Linked DNA regions of Zea mays: region 1 is linked to region 2. Evidence: chromatin contacts called from public Hi-C data. All regions are on one chromosome and are shown on one strand. Each heading gives the region's core, a stretch centred on a gene start, on an enhancer-like site or on the middle of the called end of the contact. The rest is flanking DNA. Distances are from core to core; before and after follow the strand shown. Region 1 overlaps LOC103635738 (E3 ubiquitin-protein ligase KEG). Region 2 holds the start of LOC100274190.

Region 1 (3,369 bases), core at 383-2,882, 710 kb after region 2:
GTGCTGATGATATAAGCTAAGGATTGAGAGGCAAACATGTATTCGATCCTGGCACCAGTATACCACACAAACAAAATGACTATCTCTGCAAATGAGACTTGCGACAGGATAAGTCACGAAAGAGACGGCAACAGAATTGAGAGAGGTTATTGTCCTTGCCAATCCAAGCGTCATATTCCGGATTTGGTGTGGGCTCGGAATCTAGGTAAATTATATAATCTAGTGCAAATAATTCAAGTGGCAAACAAACAACCATATTATGTGGATAGATTATATAATTTCAAGGTCAGATTATGATAATCCCATAATTTATTTAAGATGAGTTTATTGGAGATTATTTTTGGTAAAAGATCCACTGCCTATGGTTATGTTACTAGAAATTACAACGTCTGTCATTCACTTTTCTTCACGAACATGCTAAACCCGAAACCCCAGCACATTCCATCCAGCCATCGCATCGCTTCTCCAATCCAACCCGCCTGCAGCATGTCCATGAACAACCCGTTCACGACGACGGCTGATCCACGGTGGCAGCGCGGCTGCAGAGCTTCATGTCGCGGGCAGAGGAGGTCGCACCTCTATCCATGGCGTGCATGAGCGGCGGACGTGACCTTGCCAATAACACCGCCGGTGCAGGGCGCGACCTCGACCCCATGCTTGCGACACGCACCATCAGCCACGGTCGTGAACTAGAGAACGGCGGCACGGGCTCGTCAACTGTGTCATGGGGCGTCATCAACTGTGGCGCATGGCGCGAACTACCGAATGCCGGCATCGCCACAGTAGTCCACGGCGTAGATGCTGCCTACCATAGTTCGGGTGTGCTCTAGCTGCTCGATAAAATGTTCACAAGAAACATACATGTGCATGCCTCTGTTGTAGCTTCTCGTGGATGAATAACATTCATGATCAAATTGCCAATGCATTATTTGCTAGAATAATACCATTTTCTTTGTAGCGTACTTTCTTATAGAACAATAATATGTACTCGTAGGAATGATAAGCATGGATCAAATCGAATTAAGATAAGGCTTTATTTATATTTATTTTTAAAATAAAATAAATATAGAGACCTAACAAATTGTAAAGAAATATTTAGATCACGATCCATACCACCCTTATATACAACAAATTGTAAAGAAATATTTAGATCACGATCCATACCACCCTTATATACTTGTATAATCTACACTACCAAACAGTTGCATACGATAAATTATAATCTAGATTATATAATTCAGATTATAATCAAGATTATATAATCTTTAAGGTGAAATAGACAGGCCATTAATTCCTCATTTTGTGGAGATTCCTCATTTATTTTGTGGAGGTGGCATTAGAGGTAACAGTTGTGGAGGTGCCATTAGGGTACCAGTGAGCTCTAAATTTTATACTATAAGATTAAAGGATCAGACTCTATTTCTATTCATTTTTAAACTAAACTTTATTTAGAGCCCAACCATTTTGTGAAATTATTTAGATCACGATCCATTACCACACCAACACTGGTGCCACGCATACACAGCAGTGCAGTTTGTACCATATACGTCATCATACTCGTATGCCACTGAGCAGCTTGCAGTAACTCCTGGTACACGCGGCATTGCCAGCCACTCGGTGCACAACGAGTCAGCACATACAAGACCAGTAGACCACTATCAATCAAATTAATGTTCAGGTCCGAACCTGTACACTGGTATATATGGTACACTGAAACCCAAAAGGTATCAGGCGGCATAATTATACATGTAGACCAAAGGGAAAAAAACCTAGGTGGTGGTTATCAACTCTAGGAGTATTTCACTATCGCTGTCTTCTCATTCCCCGGTTATCAACAAGAAATACACCCTGCCATGCATGCCTATGCGATGATAACTATGTGCAACTTGCAACTCCACTGCAGGTTGAGATTTTGCTAAATTTGAAATGCTGCAAAATGGATGGGTGCAAGAAATGAGATATGGGGTCAAAAGAATACCACAAGCCTATGAACAAAAAGGTCAAAAGCCATTAGAAGCCTCCGTCAATAAATGGGCATCATCAAGAACGACATCAGCCGGGTCCCCAATCCAAAGTCTATCCCTCCACCGAAACTTTATCCTCAGCTTTCCGTTTGCATCCACACCCACAACCTCGCCTTTGCTCGCGTAGGTCTCCATCCCCCAGCCCCATCTGGGGGATACAAGACCAGATCGTATCCGTACTTTGTCACCTTGTCTGAAGGGCCTCACCTTTTCCACCTCCCATGCTTTGCATAACCACAGCCTCTCACAGAAGCAGAAAGCAATCCAGAGCTCTCCATCATCAGCCCGGTGGACCACCCCTATACTGCTGTGGTTCACATCACCCCATTGATACACTGGGGTTCCAACTGAGTCCTTAACCTTCACCCAGTCCCCAATACAGACTTCCTCCTCGTCCTCCACTTTTTCCACCTCTGCTGGGTCTGTCAACCAAGCCCTGGCACCAGCTGGTGTATGAATCCTCAGTTTCCCATCTGCGTCAATAGATGAGATTGTCCCTATGCTTGAATGACTATGATTGGACCAACCAAATCTTGGCTGGCGGATACAGCCTCTGATTCGAACACGCTGCCCAACAACAAACTTGCTAACTCCTTCAAGCTGGCTAGAAGGCCCAATCCACCTTTCCTGCTCACCACAAAAAGCGACATGAATGGTTCCATCCCAAGCATCACCTTGATATCCCACCCCATGCACCACACCAATGCTACCAGGCTTGAGTGATCTCCACTGCTCCACATCGTTCCTCAGCCTAACCCACTCTCCAACCTCGAAGATATTCTCAATTTCAAGATCTGCAGGATCGCCTCTCCACAATCCCGGCACACCAAAGAAGGCGACCCTTACTTCTCCATCAGCATGTACACCAGCGATGATGCCTCTAGAATCAGGGTTCGCATCTCTCCATCCCCATCTAGGCTCTGAAATTCCAGCACGGAACCGAACATGCTGACCAATTTTTACTGTCTGCACTTTCTCAATGTCTGTGTTATGGGTTAGCCACTTCCCATGCCTGAAACAGCCAGCTAACTCCAAGTAACCAGAGTCCTGAATGCTATGGACTACTGCAATGTTTATTCTCCCAACACTATTCCAGTCATAAGTAGGTCTGCTCCCAATACTTGGTTTTGGGCGGACCCAATCTCCAACCTCAAAAGCTGAAAGCCTCTCAGCGTCACCAGGAGCAACCTTCCATAAGCTTTTTCGGCCAGAAACCTTGATATTTAAAGTCCCATCCATGTCAATCCTTGATATGGCTCCAATAGTAGCTGCAGTTTCATTTAACCAGCCGAGGCGTGGCTCAGATATGGAAGGTGACACATGAACTTTTTCCCCTACTTCAAAT
Region 2 (3,680 bases), core at 751-3,250:
TTTGCATGTCACGGGATGCGGTCCTAAAGACTTAATTTAGAGGAGACCCCCATATAAACCGACTCAGAGTCAAGGCCAAAGGAGGTCCCCAAGCCATGGGGCCCCGAGAGTAGGATCCCCCCTGAAGTCAGTCTCCTGAGACAGGATCCTTGAGCACGTCTTGGCAATAGCTGAGTCCCCAAACGTTGATAGAAATCATTCAAACATATGAAAAATCATAGCACCAATGTTAAGAAGGAAAAGGTACTAACTTGAATTGCATCATCATATCTGTAATCCCTCCCCATGACTCTACTATCAATTATTGCTGACACAAAAAAAAGGTTTACAAATTTCAGTAATAGCAACATGTAATTCTACGCAATGATAAAGGACAATCTACTTTACTTCCCAAAGGAAAAGGGTAAATATGTTATATGTACCTATAATTTTGGTTCGCCGATTGAGTATATTAACATATATGGAGAACAATAGTAACATCCCGCACTGCAAGTATGAAGTGGGTAACTTGACTTCGAATACAGTACAAGAAGGTTTCTCCTTTTTTGTTTAACATTTGAACTATGTATATAGTACACTGATAGAGATAACAAGATTCGTATGCAATTTTATTCACGTGCCAAATTTTAGTCATTGTTATATTTCTAGCAAAACTGTAAGAACAATTACAATTTCAAGGGAATAATCATGACAAGAGCAAAGTTATCATTCAAATTTCGAAGAATATAATATCAGCTAGTTTTAAGTTGCTATTAAAGAATGACAAATGCAAGTTGTAGGAACAAATAAAATGTGTTACAAGGAAATCATCCTCCAAATGTCACATTTCTGTTAATTCCCGGAAATACTAAATCTATTAGAACTTCAAAGGAAAAGACATTTTCAAGAGCAAATTCTGCGAAGTATATAAACAAAACTAACCTCTGTACCATTTAAAATCTCCTAGTTTTATATAATAATATAATGTTGTAGTGGCATTATGTTGATGCTATTCGAACTTGAATGAGAGCAAACAGAACCAATGTTACCACACTGAGAACCCCCATTTATATACTATCAATAACAGCATCAGCATGCATACGAGCTCAAATTATTGGGCTTTTGAAATACAAACCCAATTTGCAAATAATTTTATACCCAAAAAACAGTGAAAGGTTAAAAAATAAAAGATGTACCAGACTGGTGCATTTGGGCAACACATTCAGAATTACGCCAGCAACCTAGAATTGAAATTTACAGGCATTCACCTCGGACCAATCTGTTTGCCATTCTTGCCCACTTCTCCATCTCTGGCCCAGGTTCCATCACCGTCGCTCCAACATTGGGCCACCAGTCTGGCAACTTAGCTTGTGAGTACCCCCTCCAGACCTCCTTTGCTGGCTCTGCGACACGACTGGTCCGAGCTGCCTCCTTAGGCGGCGACGACACAGCAACCACCACCTCCTTCCCTCCCAAGCTGCGGTCCCTCCTTCGCACAACCGCCCTGCCGCCTTCACCCCACAATCCCCTCCTCAAACCCCGCCGCTGCCACGCCCGTAAGACCATCCCCAGCAGCAATCGCGCCGCGATGGCGCAGGCGAGCAAGAAGAGGAGTGCTCCGGTGAGGTAGCGCAGCGACGAGCGGCGGAAGGTTAGGACGACGCGGTCTCCGCTGACCTCGCGCACCGCCGAGCGTAGGTCGCGGTAGGCGGCGTCGGCCTCGGTGCCGAGGCGGTGGATCTTTAGCTCCACGAGGCGGCGCAGGCGCCAGAGCTCCGCTTCGAGTGCGCCGAATCCATCGTCGGGGTGGGCGACCTGGTCGACCTTGCCTCGGGAGCGATCGGGACTAGGTTTTACACCGCGAAAACGGCGTGCAAAAGCTATCGTCGTGGTGGAGGCAGGTCGGTGGCCACGAGGGATATGGGAGTTGAGGAAGGATGGGGGAGATGGCGAGAAGGTGACGGTGGCGGTGGCTGCGGCCATCGACAGTCTTACGGCGACGGCGGAGGCGACGGAAAGAGCAGGGAAATTTGTTTTTTTTTCGCTTGTGGTTGCTTTTAGCAAAGGGAACGTATTATGTGCTCATGGAGCTCTTGTGCTCATATGAGCACTTTAAATCTGGTGCCTTCATTTCTCATCCAGGGGTGAGGGCAGCAGTGGCACACAGAAGAGACACGGCGCAGGTGGTCAAGGGTGACACACAGAAGAAACTAGAAAATGTAAATATTAAACTCTATAAATAACATTTGTAGTCATTGGCCGCACTTAGAACATCACTCACAGACTTTATTTTTGACTCGACTCTTTATTTGTCTCTGTGTAAATATTAAACTCTATAAATAACATCTAATAGCAGCTCCAACAGACTAGCTAAACAGCCCGTGCTCTATAAAAAAAAGAAAAACTCCGTGCAAAAAGCTTCCAACAGTCTCTTCATCAACTTCGCCATCGCATCTGGCTCGCCATCGTCTCCCCGTCGCTGGTCATTTTTGGCTAGCTCTTAGGATTCGCCATCTCCCAGCCGACGCGCTCTCCTGCCCTCCTGCTTCCTCCCGCACTCTCTCGCTTTGGTTCCCATGGCTCCCCGGGCAAGTTTGTCGTCTCGCAGTGATGAGTGAGCTCTCCCCTGACGAACCCACCTTTCCATTACCGTTGCTTCTTGCTTGTTTCGTCCCTATAGCTTCACCATAGTGACATCACATTCCAGTTGAACTGGTTCAAAAATGGGATTGTCAATGATACTAGGGAATATGAATCCGATGTTTGAACTGTTCAGTTGGCCCAGCTCCCATTTAGTTTAATCCAACTGTGACAGATGTGTTGTTATGGCTTCTTGAACACAGATTGTCTAGTTTGTTGAAGTGGAATGAAAACATAATCCACATTCTTTTCTAGTTTGTTGAAGTGGACTGAACAACTTTGTGTCTGTATTATGTGCTTGAAATTGGCACCAAATGTTGTGTCTGGGTGTCAGACCGATTCAGAACGGTCATGCGCCATGTCCGTCGGCTACAGCAGATGAAAATTCATGCGCAAAAAAAAGAACCGTATGAGTTGGCTAGTTGAGAGTTTTATAAGTCATCATCTATATTTGAAGAGTTTGTTGGATACACTCACATATTATGAACTTATCTATTTTTTACAGCTCTCAATACTTCAAATTTAGCTAGGATTTATACCTAGTCTTTTGGAGTTGCTCTAATTCAAAAACTCTCTAACTCTATAAATAACATCTTATTCCAAAAACTCCCTAACATGCAAGTTAGTTTGGCTAGCGAGAGTTACTAGCCAATTTTAACTAGTGATAGAGTCAATTTAGCCCCTGTTTGATTCAGCTTCTGGGGAGCTTCTGCCCGCCAGAAGCCAGAAGTTGAACCAAACGCAAAACTTCTGGGGGGCTTCTCCCGCAAGCGCTTCGGGCCGACGCGGCTGTCCCTACGGCCGCCAAGAAGCGGCAAACAAGTCGCTTCGCCCCGACACGCGCTGTACCCCCGCACTCCCGCACGCACCGCAAACGCAAACGCTCTCTGCGCTAGGGTTTCGCCGTCGCCATCTCCTGCCGCCAGGATCCCGTACCCGCGCGAGCGAATGACGGAACCATCACCTCCGGCCACCACCGCGGTATGTTCTTCTCCATTCCACGTCCCGATTTGTGCTCCTCCATCCCAACCATCTCTTCTCGTCCACCTTCGTGCCCGATT

What was found. A called contact is a pair of places that touch in the nucleus more often than the background predicts.
Region 1: a contact with region 2 is called in a Hi-C map of ear, with 2.3 times the contacts expected there. The contact joins the enhancer-like site here to the promoter of LOC100274190 in region 2. A contact is called at or near these places in 2 of 25 Hi-C or Micro-C datasets (ear and endosperm).

Annotation. Positions count from the first base shown.
Region 1 is chr8:116,611,864-116,615,232 of Zm-B73-REFERENCE-NAM-5.0, forward strand. It overlaps LOC103635738 (E3 ubiquitin-protein ligase KEG), which reads right to left. Exons shown (of 15, transcript XM_008658118.3): 15 at 1,632-3,369. The coding sequence ends at 2,001. Among protein-coding and RNA genes, the nearest start is that of LOC103635738, 24 kb to the right of the region's middle. Within about 2 kb of position 1,633, at least 18 of the 20 cell types and tissues checked have an H3K27ac peak or open chromatin away from gene starts, as enhancers often do. A contact at or near this core is called in ear and endosperm, where this site is marked.
Region 2 is chr8:115,905,981-115,909,660 of Zm-B73-REFERENCE-NAM-5.0, forward strand. It overlaps LOC100274190, which reads right to left and starts at 2,001. Exons shown (of 7, transcript NM_001357783.1): 1 at 1,248-2,001; 2 at 252-307. The coding sequence starts at 1,962.